2 separate regions of the Sus scrofa genome follow, and region 1 is linked to region 2. A link is a contact called in public Hi-C data. All regions are on one chromosome and are shown on one strand. The core of a region is the stretch at or near the end of the contact, and the rest is flanking DNA. Distances in the headings are between cores, read along the strand shown. Region 1 overlaps CACNA2D3 (voltage-dependent calcium channel subunit alpha-2/delta-3). Region 2 overlaps CACNA2D3 (voltage-dependent calcium channel subunit alpha-2/delta-3).

The links. Hi-C and Micro-C count contacts between places; a contact is called where the count stands out from the background.
Region 1: a contact with region 2 is called in a Hi-C map of embryonic fibroblasts, with 2.2 times the contacts expected there. The contact joins two enhancer-like sites. A contact is called at or near these places in 2 of 47 Hi-C or Micro-C datasets (embryonic fibroblasts and fibroblasts).

The regions. Positions count from the first base shown.
Region 1 is chr13:37,004,359-37,010,156 of Sscrofa11.1, reverse strand. All of the region lies in intron 35 of CACNA2D3 (voltage-dependent calcium channel subunit alpha-2/delta-3), which reads right to left. Among named protein-coding and RNA genes, the nearest start is that of LRTM1, 130 kb to the right of the region's middle. Within about 2 kb of position 3,601, at least 2 of the 83 cell types and tissues checked have an H3K27ac peak or open chromatin away from gene starts, as enhancers often do. A contact at or near this core is called in embryonic fibroblasts, where this site is marked.
Region 2 is chr13:36,482,877-36,488,601 of Sscrofa11.1, reverse strand. The region is part of intron 4 of CACNA2D3 (voltage-dependent calcium channel subunit alpha-2/delta-3); the gene reads right to left. Among named protein-coding and RNA genes, the nearest start is that of CACNA2D3, 260 kb to the right of the region's middle. Within about 2 kb of position 2,106, at least 7 of the 83 cell types and tissues checked have an H3K27ac peak or open chromatin away from gene starts, as enhancers often do. A contact at or near this core is called in embryonic fibroblasts, where this site is marked.

The DNA of each region.
Region 1 (5,798 bases), core at 2,352-4,851, 520 kb before region 2:
GAGCCTGAGAAGACATATAGAAAGATGCTCTTGGTAACAGTGCTCATTTAGAGGAGGAGAAAACAAAACACACCTGGAAGTCCATCAATAGACTCAGTAAACAACAGTGTGTCTATTCCAGGGTCTATTTGGCACCAGATGAAAGTGTGAAAGAGATGTCTACTGTCATGAAAGGATACCCAAAACATAGTAGGTGGGGAAATAATGTTGCAAAACTATACATAAAGTATAAATATGGAAGAATACTTAGAAATACTCATCTAAGGGTATTTGACTCTGATACAGAGAACAAGAAAAAATGAATGAGATAGGTAGATTTATCAGATGTGTTGGGGAGAGACAGTAAATCAGTAAGCAATCCATGACTCATGGTCCCATAGAAGGAATAAATTCACAGAACAAATCTAGCACATGTGGTTAGAACACAAATAAAAAAGGATAGGAGTTCTCCTGTGGTACAGTGGGTTAAGGATTCCGTGTTGTCACTGCAGTGGCTTGGGTTTCTGCTGTGGCACAGGTTTGATCTCTGGCTCGGGAACTTCCACACGCCATGGGTGTGGTCAAAAAAAAAAAAAAAAAGAACATATGAAGTGTCTTCCTAGAGATAAAAGGGAATGGAATGACCAAGTGGAATTAAATATTTATAAGGCACAGATTATGTCATCTCCAGATTGACAGTCCTCATCTATGATCTCCTTAAATCAACCCACTGGCAACTCCCACTCTCTGTCTGAGACACGCAGATAAAAGTCATGGCTGCTCATTAGGTTAGAGGCACTTTACGAATCTGACCTTTCATCTCTCCAAGGAAGCATGCATGTCCTGCCTCTAGGCACCTTCTCTCTGCTAGCCTCCATTCCTACCTTCAAGTCTGGTCCTCCTACCACAGTGGGAGAGAGAGCAAGGGAGGAGAGGATGGGGTGGCGGGGGACAGGAGAGTAGTGGTGGGGGAGAGAAGACTGGGAATAATTGTCCTGGCAGACTTAACCTTATATGGGTAACACTGGAGTTCCTTAAAAGGAAAATGTGTACAAGTATTCTTAAAATATTTATAAAATCAAATATTATGCTGGGGCAAAGAATACGGATTTTCTCATTTCACAAAAAAGGAAACTGGGACTCAGAAAGCAGAAGTCAACTTCTATAGAAGCTATACGAATAAGACATAATCGTGCCCATTTTAGAGATGGAGAAATGAGAGCCTCAGTTACTTCCTGGAGTAACAGGGGCAGAGCTACAAGCCTCTGGAGGCCAGGCCTGTTGTGGGGCTGCTACTATAGGCAGAAGACTTTCTGTCTTGTACTGGAGTTATCAGTGCTCAAGCTCCTTGAGCGCAGACCCAGTGATCACTCGACACAGATGCTCAATGACAGTGCAAGATAGTAGTCCTTTGAACACATTTATCCTCCAAAGTAAAGGCTCTCCAAGTGTTGCCATGAAGCCCCACTGCAAATTTCCCTTCTTTATTTACCCCAGGCCTAGGAGATGAAATCCCTCCAGGCAGCTATTACTGCAGTGGAGGAAAACAACCCCCTACGAAGGATTTGCCAGCGGAAAGATTAACTGCTTTTCCATATTTTAAAGACTTACTGTCTGCTTATTAACATGGTTCTTCGGAGGGGTCTGGCCAATGTTAGCTGTACATTTATGTGCACAACGTGTATTTATGGCCCAGGGTGCAGGGTTGAACTTCATAAAACACACCTCCATCCAGCTGGGCCCAGCAGCCAGACTGACATCACTGTGCAGAGGAACCATGGCCTGGGGGCCAAAAAAGGCGGAAGGGAAATGCCTCAACAGAGAATCACAGCGGTTGTTTCTAAGCAGGGATAGGTCAAAACGCATAAAATAAATTAGGTCCTCAAGGGAAAGAGTATAGGGAAGAGGGAAACAATTTTGATGTGTCCATTGCCAGAACTGAAATAACCCAGTCCTCCCTTTTCCATTCACGACAGACCGGGAAAGAACTAGAGAAAAAAAAGATGATGCAATTTCAAGACAATCTCCCTTGACAAGAGGGACTATCTGCTGAAGAGGCTTTGCTGCCCAGATGACGAAAGTGGTCATGCTGTTCCCCTAATGCTGCCTGGACAAGTCTTTGTGGTGGGGGTACCTATGGCTAAGATTCTCAGAGGACCCCAGGGTGTGCATCTGGGGAACTTGGTTGGCTTTCTTTTCATTAATTGGGTACAAAACTGTGGCTTGACAGTGTTAGGATTTTAAAGTCTTTCACGGTTTATAGATTTTTACCATTTACAAATTCTCCATATTTTAGCCAAAGGTAAAAGACAATGAATAAGTCACAGGGAACTGATGTGGATTTGGCATTGATCCAGTTTTGGGTGGGACTATTCTCCAGTTGGGTCGGGTACATGGATCTCCAAAGGCTCCTATTCTTGGAGTTCCTGTTGTGGCTTAGTGGTTGATGAACTGAAACCCGAATCTGACTAGCATCCATAAGGACACAGATTTGATCCCTGCTCTCATTCAGTGGGTTAAGGATTTGGTGTTGCTGTGAGCTGTGGTACACAGCTGGCAGCTACAGCTTGGATTTGACCCCAGCCTGGGAATCTCCATTTGCATGCCCTCCCCCCCAAAAAAGGATCCTATCCTCTTTGGAGGTGGGTAGATTCCTGTTTTTCCCCAACATGCCCCCACATGCTCTACACTGACCCAGACCCTTAGGTTGTGGAGAGCAAACATTTGGTGATGGACTGCTTACATTTAAACTAGAAATTAAATATTGAAGCTGTGTTTGAGTCCATAGCTGTGCTATCCTGCAGCATGGGGGAGGCAAAAGGGGAACACTAGTACCGACTCCTGGCTGAGTTCAAACAAGGTGAAAGGATGATGAGCAGGGCCTTACTTGCTCACCCCAAAAGTGTCAGTCCCAGGAAATTCCACAGGTGAATCATGTTAGCATGTCAAGGCACATGTAGCTCCAAAATATTTAAGTTGCTTTTAAGCACAAGGAAGGTAAGAAGGAAATATGTCAAATTCTTTTTATTAAGGGTCTTGATATGAAGCCTGACCATGATTATACCAGAAAGACAGACAGACAGTAAGAAAAGAAAAAAAAGCCACAGAATAATCTCTTTTTATGAATATTGATGCAAAGATCTTAAATGAAATGCAGCAAACAGACTTCAGTAGGACATTGAAATACAGCACACAGCAGTGAGGATTAACCCAGGAATGCAAATGAACAACCTTATTGAGTTGTCTCAGCTTAACAGAGATAGAAACATGAAACAGCTTTTTCTGAAGTCTCTTATTTTTGAACCTACTGTATTGAATTCCTGTCTTCTCATCTCTGAATGATGTTTTGAATAGATTCTCCAACTTTTTGAACAATTGATGTTAATAAAATTAGTCCAATCTAGTTTAATACTTTAATTTCATATCTAGTTTGAAGCTCTACACTGTCCATCCTTCAAGCTTCTGTTTTCTAGCTTTTTCAGTCATTTGGGGCAAGGAAAAAATGGAGCAGCAGAGGGAAGCATTTCCTACTCACCAGGTCATGGTGCAATCTCTTAATCATAGCTTGTAACAACTTGGCCTTTGGTGCTCCCCATGTGGCCAGGCATCCAAATGCAGACTTTTTTGTGTGGTTATCATGATTCTCCCAAAGACCTAGAGCTCCTCAGTGTGGCCCCAACATGACCATTCATTGCAACTCTTGCCATCAGCAGTCACTCCACAGCCTCTTGCCCTTAGTGTGGTTCTCCTGGAGAGCAGTCCTCGTGTTGCTTTAGGCAAGGTGGCCGTGATCTTCCATATTGTCTACCTGCCCTCTGGGAAACAGGCATCTTTGCTGGCCCAGCCACAAGCTACTTTAGTGCTGCCCCTTCTCCAAACCTAGCCATCTCCCTCCAGATCTCTTTTTCCCTATTCAGATAGAACATATCAGCACTCCCGCCACCCAGAGGACACTGGCCCAGTGCTCAACTTCTCTTCTTTCAGATACCTCCAAAATACAGAAGGGATTTGGGGAATTCCCCACCAGGCCTCTGGCTCCCAGCAGGAAAAAAACACCCCCTGGAGGAAAACACCTCTTTCCATAAACCTTGATATCTTCCCTGTTAGGCCCCTCATCAGTCTTTGAGTGGCAGACTGAGGTGGGCCAGTTGTAGACCCTCCAAAACACTTAGGAGTGGGGGTCATGAGGATGGTTTCCACTCTAAATTTGTGCCAGCCAAATGCCTGCTCTCTTTAGAACCTACGAGCTCAGTACCAATTTGTCCTCACTCAGTCGGGGGCTACAAGGAAAGCCCCACTTGACTTCCTGTTCACATTCTTCCAGTAAATCTATTCATGAAGGACACCCTGTCTAGAGGTGGAAGAGGCAGTGCTGTGGGATCTGTCCAATAGATTCAATAGATGCTTATATAGCATTTGACAAAAAAAAAAAAAAACATCCTTGAAAACAATCCTTGAGAGAATAGTAATAGGCACTTGACTATGAACCAAATTTAGCATCAGGCTGAGGAATAAATCAGAGGTGTCTAATTAGAGTCGGAAGAAGGCATGAAGGCTCTTTCTCCCCTCTATTATTCGTCATTGTTCTGAAAATGCCAGCCTCTGCAATTAAACCAGAGAAACAAGGGATGATTAAATGTTCAAACAAAGGAAGTATTCGCAGGTATCTAAAATATCCCCTTGTTCCCAATCCCAATAATTATTTCCCTTGGTCTCCTGTATCTCTTAATGGTCCCACCATCTTTAGAGCCACACAGGCTAGAGATCTTGAAGCAATTCTCAAGCCTTTTCTCTGTAAACATCAATGTGTCCTGATGTGACCATTTCCTCAATGTTTCCCAAATCCATCCTTCCATCTACCATGCCAAGGTCCAGCTTTATGGACAGGTGACCAGTGCAGTTACACAGGAACCTACACTTAGAAAGGACTGTTACTTGGAGTTTACTGCTCTGCAAGCAGAGCAGTCTTAAAATTTTTAATTTTATCTTTGAATTTTCATTCTATAAGTGAGGTCCAAGGGGGCATGGGAGGTGGGAGGTTCTTAGCTGCTGGGCTCCTGCTCTGGACCAGGCAACCTATCGCCCTCCAACCCTGGCAAAGGTCTGGGTGCAGGTATGAGGAGGAGCAAGGCATGGTGGGAGCTGGCAGCACTATAGCATATTCAGCCTGTGACCAGGGTGAACCTTTCACCTACCCCTTTATCCAGGCACCAAGTAGGTCTTGATGTTAAAATGAAAATCCCTTAGCAATTGACCATTCACTATGAGATGGGGGGGTGGACCTGTGGAGGGGAGATCGAGTCTCGTTCTCTAAGTCAGACATGGCACCTCAGTCCAGTGTTAGTGGAAGGGACAACCCAGCAGCCAGTGGGATGCACATTCCACTGAGGAACAGAGACAGAATCTGGGGTGTCTGTGAGAGTCTGCACTTTCCCAGTGAGTGTCCCTGGGCCTGATGGAGCACAATATCCAATAGCAGATTAAAACGTCATGACAGGTCAAGAAAGACCACAGAGGAGAGGAAATGTTTTACCTTTCAATACCTTTAATAACACCTTTTTCCTGCTTTTTGAACAAGCAGCCCATATTTTTGTTTCGTCCTGGGCCCTGTAAATTAGGTAGCTGGCCCTGCCAACCTGCATGATTTCCGGGATACCTTCCAAGGGTTTCCCTGCCATAGCCTCTTGTCTGTTCTTGAAGTGGGAAAATTCTTCTCAAGTGCAGGAGTCACTCCATCCCTCTCTTCCCACTTGCCCCTGCCCCCTAGTATCTGCCCAATGGTCTGTGCTGGAGTGAAACAAACAAAGCTCTTCTCCCTC
Region 2 (5,725 bases), core at 857-3,356:
GCAAGGACACAATTAGTATCAAATATGATTAATTCATACTGTAGGGAAACTCAGGAAGTGTTTTGTGTTTTGATACTGCATTGTGGCTTCTTTTCCCCCAATTCTCTATCCACTGTACAGTCGAGTAGGCATTTATAGGGCATTCATCCCTTAAAATTCTAAAGAGAATGTCAGATTATAATCAGCGAATTTGGGCGTTTTTCTTTCAAAGGCTGGGAAATTTAACCCTACATTATTCTTACTTCATGGATGTTACATTTTCAGCAATATAATGAAATCCATAAAAGATTATTTTAAAAATTAACCCAAGCAAGTGCTTCATTCCAAGAAAAGTCTACAGCCAAAAAAAAAAAAAAAAAAAAAAAAAAAATGTACCAAAGCAGGTACTGGAGATAAGCAGAAGAGCTTGGCAAAGGGCCATTCACTCTACAGTCATCCATAAAGCACCACCCTGGTATAACCCCCAGGACATCTGCTAGTCCCTTTCAACTCTTACTGAAATCTCATGTACAGCTGAGAAGCTTAAGACCACTCTTACAGAAGGTACTACACCAGCAGGGCTCCCCTGCACTGAAGACAGGCTCTAGACGAAATGCCCAATCTAATATCAGGCTCTGACACTCCCCCAACACATATTCCCACACCAAGAGTTTTGTGGCTTAAAAAACAGGAGATTGGAGCTCCTGTGGTGGTGCAGCAGAAACAAATCTGACTAATATCCATGAGGATGGGGGTTTGATCCCCGACCTCACTCAGTGGGTTGGGGATCCGGCATTGCTGTGAGCTGTGGTGTAGGTCACAGAAATGGCTCGGATCTCACATTGCTGTGGCTGTGGTGTAGGCCAGCAGCTGTGGCTCTGATTGGACCCCCAGCCTGGGAACTTCCATGTGCCTCGAGTGTGCCCCCACCAAAAAAAGATTTCTCTACTCTTTAAGAAAAAAATAAAGAAAAAGCACAGCTTGCTATTATAATACTTACAAAATAACTTTACATGGGTCTCAAGCTTTTCTAAAAATTAGTTTTATAATTTTTCAGTTTGATTAAAGCTATCCTTACTTTCTTTTAACATCCCCTTTTTAAATCTGACGATCTCATCCCCTATTAGCCATGCTCTAGGGGAAAAAATGTAGCTCATTAGGAGTGGAAATCTATAGCAGCTGCCAGCCTTTCCGCTTTTGCTGTTACTATCCAGCCTAGAACTGACTTTGTATACCAGAGGGAATGGCTTCATTACCTCTGCTTCCAACCACCCATCTTCCTCTGGGAGCATCTCTCCAGCTTGAGTCTTTACACCAGAATGGCTGACCAAAGACTTAGCCTCCTTGGACTACAAAAACCATCTCATCCCTCCTATTGTCAGGGGCAAACCCCCAGCAGTAAAGACATATTTCTCCTTTTTTGAAGTAAACCAAACACAGATCTGTAAAAGGCAAATCAACTTCACTGGGTATAGGAAACCTAGAGTAACTGGATAAGTTATGTTAATACACACTAACCAAAAGCATCAAGGAAATGACGTCTGAGGAGTGTCAGAAAAAATTCAAAAGCAAGCAAACAAACAAAAAGCAACATACACAGAAACTGAGACAGTTTCTTTCCTTTTATTCTTCTTGTGTTTTTGCTAAATTCAGAAAGGTAGAGAGAGATCAGTGAAAGGAGAAAGAAGGCCCCTTTGGATGAATACAGAGAAGATATTAAAAACTAAAAGGTTAAAAAAAAAAAAGAAATACTTGGAAGTTCAGATTTTTAGTTCTGGCTTGACATTTTTAAGGATTTTTTTTAACATCCAGAAATGGGCTCACAGTTGCACTGGTGTGAATCATCAGCGACATCTAGTGGATGGCAATATTACGGTGTCTGGCGGCAGCTTAAATTCAAATCAGATCTTGGACTTCAGAGCCTCACCCTATCTTAACATTTTTCGTTGGCACACACGCACACACACACACACGCTATATATATATATATATATATATATATATGGAGAGAGAGAGAGAGAGAAGAGAGGGAGAGAGAGAGGTGACCTCCATTTGCTTTAATTCAATAAGTCTGTCTGAGTTTAGTCTGAAGATAGGAATGTGGAGGAAACTGTTAAGTTGCTTAGTCAACCTGGCAAGGATCATGCGTAGGAAGAACCTGAGAAAGTCTGACTTTGTACCGGCTGAGACCTAGGCTTTATAAGGCTGCGTTGTTGCTCAGATTGATTTAATTCTAGTGGAAGAAGAGAGGGCCACATGGTAAACAAACACTGAGGTAGTAATTACGTGACTATGGCCAATGCTGTTTCACCCCTGTCAAGCACATTATGCTTCAGATATTTTTCAAAATGACTTGACATTTTTTCTGCATGACATGCATTGGGTTTGATACAGTGAAAACAGCTGGTTGCCTCCTGCTGCCTGGAAGATCCAGCAGTGGAGAAGTAACACTGAAGACTTTTCACTTGCAGGATCTCTTATAAAACATGCAAAAGGAGTTCGGTGCTGTCACATGCTGGTTGGAAGGAAGGAGGGTTTGGGAGAGGGAAGGCAGGGCTTTGAAGGTAGTAGGATCTGAGGTCCTGGTCCAGACTCCCAGTTCTCTGCCCTACCTTGCAGGTCCCAGCTATCTGACCTTGGAGATAGTATTACCTGTTAATCCTCCCCATGTGAAGTGGGAAAGCACCACCCACCTTCCAGGGTTGTAACCTGTTAAGTAATCAGCATGGTCCCTGAGACTGATAACCTGGCTAGGATAACTGGACTAGAAGCACCTGCAGGCAGGGAGCATGTCCCATGTGTTTATAACTACAAATAGGGTTGCCAGGATAACAAATAAAAACACAGGACTCCCAGTTATATTTAAATTTCAAATTCAACAGAGTATCTATATTTCATCTGGCCATCCTACCCGTTTGCCTACCGTAATCCTGGTTTATAACTATTGTCCAGGAGCAATTATCAATAGCTCTTCTTTCCCTTTAAAAGCATCTTGATTTGAAGATCACTACTTTTGGATACCTATTCCAAAGCTCACACCAAGCGCAATCCATGGATGTAAACCACCCCACACACACCCCCACCCTGCCCCAGGTGCACATCTTAAACAACCAAAAGAACAGCTATTTTCTGGAAAGAAGACCCGAGGGGAGCACGTGTGCCCAAGATGTTTGCTAATTTAAAAGCTTCTCTCTGTTATGCCCTTTGAAAAATCTGTTTTATGAAACGTTTTATTAGTCAATAGATATGTATTGATAATCCAAAAGTGTCAGGACTCTCTGATACTCTGCAAAGCCAAATGACCCGGCAGAAAGCATACACCAAGCAAGTCAACAGTAGGCTTGGTCTCCAAAACAAAGGGACAAGAGAAAAGAAAGAGGAGGGAGTGAAGCAGAGAGAGGGAAGGAGGAAGGGAGTTAGAGAGGGGAGGAGGGAAGGAAAGGTAAAGGCTTGGGGGAGAGAAAAAAGGGAAAAACCAAGAACAAAGAAAGGCACAAAAATAGGGAGTACAAGCAGACATTAATAAGGAACTACACAGCATAATATCTTTGAATAAAAATAGGATTTTCTGACTTAACAGAATGGAAAGAAATCAAATCATAAGATTTTGCAAACAGACATCACCAACTGTGATTATAAATTATTTTGTAAAATGCGGGAAAAAAATCAGAGTATGCATTTTTACACAAAAAGAATTAAGAATTCAGATTTGACAGATGACAAAATTCAGTTGTTCGTTGAGGAAAGACACAGCATCAACTCTTTATTTGCTGCACATACATTCCACTTCTCAACTGATTTCACTTCTGCACACTAATTGGGGCTGGTATTTATGATGGGTTAATAACAGAGACAGTCAGGAAAGCTGAAACACTATCATTAATATCACTAGGGAAGAATAGCTCGGCAGCATGTGTATCATAATTAATGTCACCTAAGAAGTTATTTTTAATATACAAAATATTTAAGAAAAGAATTGATGGTACATCTAATGTGAGAAACAAAAGCATTGTGTAATTGATTCCAAAATACCCTGACCCATTAAAAGAAGTGGAAAGGCAAATATTATGACAAATACGTAAAATGCAGTTGATAACAGAGATGGAAGGCTGGATAATTTTGAGCTATAAAAATTATTGCTACTTTATGACATTTTTAAAATATGCATTTATTTTATATAAGAGTTTGGTGCCTGAACTAAACTTTGCAAACATCCTCTATCTTCAGAATACAAATAAAAATGTGTCTACCAGCTCTCTGCACCTAGCAAATCTATGATACAGACATATTCCTGATGTCTTCTCTTGCCCAATATGCCAGAGATCAACTTCTGTCTGAAAAGTTATCCAGGATTCATACCTACTAATCATTAAATTTAAATAATTGAATTTAATAATCACTTAATAAAAATGTCTGAGTAGGAGAAGAAATTCAACTCTCATTTAAACCAACCAACTTGCACTGTGCCCTAAGGTGGCTGAAGTGTCCAAGGCCAGAATACCCATGTTTGAACTGCTCAGATGAAAGCTGGGCTCCCAAAGATGCTATGTGTCAATCTCTAATCCACATTCTTGGAAAAGGCATCAAGATCATTCAGTGAACCTCTCCCAAAGGCTTTACTCTCTGCTATTAACAAGGCAGAGCTGTGCTCAGGGGCTGGAACCTGGCCCTTCCCTGCATTCTCAGTGCCTGACATGGGTCTGGTACCCCAAAGGTGCTTGTAGCTCAGCACTCACTCACTGAAACCACAGGGAATACTGGGGCTCCCCATGAGTGGTAATGGATGATATGTAAGTATATTGATTTATCTGCATTTAGGAGGAAAATCCAAGCCCTCTCTGCCCTGACCATTTTTGGTATCCCCAGAGCTATTCAGATGGGATAGAGTAGAAGGAGAGGGGACAACAGGGATACTAGAAAATTCCAGAAAAGGAGAAGAGCAGCAGAGTGGGAAGGTGCTTAAACAGCACTGAGTCTGGTGCCTTAGATCCCTTTCTCATATAACCCTTAATTTGTGGCTCAGAGGAGCTAAGAATCTTGCCTAAGAACTTACCCAGCTATTAAATGGCCACATGGGCTTTGAAATTAGATCTGACTCCTAAATCCATATTCCTTCATTGAGTAAACTCCTTTAAAGAGAAGAAACAGCTGTGGGTACTTATCTTCTACATCCCCAGGGTCAGCTCCATGAACAAGACAAATGGAAGGCAGAGATGCAGGGGTGTGAGGCATATGGGGATGCAGAGATGTCAGGATGCAGGCATGTGATGAGGTGGAATACATGGGGATGCTGATATACAGGGATGCAGGAAATGCAGGCATGTGAGGATGCAGAGATCCAGGGATATGGAGATACAGAGATGCAGGGATGTGAGGGATAAAGGGATACAGGGATGCAGAGATGTAGAGATGCAGAGATGTAGGGAGAGGATGGAAATGGTAAGCAGAGCAGTGTGGAAAAATCCAAGTGCCATGGACCACAGCAGACTAGAAACTGCTGCAGATGTGATGAAGACTGCCTCCTGGCCACTTACTCCATCACCCAGAGAGTAGAGCCTGCCAGAGGTCCTGGCTCCATCTGCTTAGGATCTGAGTGAAATGCAAAACAGTCACCTACTGGTAGGATTAAAGCCTTGTCGTCTTCAGCAGTCAGTGGTAAAGCTTCCTTCAGAGAGTGCAGGCCCATCAGGGACTGTGGTCTAATGTGCATTCAGACACAAAAGGAAGAAGTAGTTGTTGCCCTTAG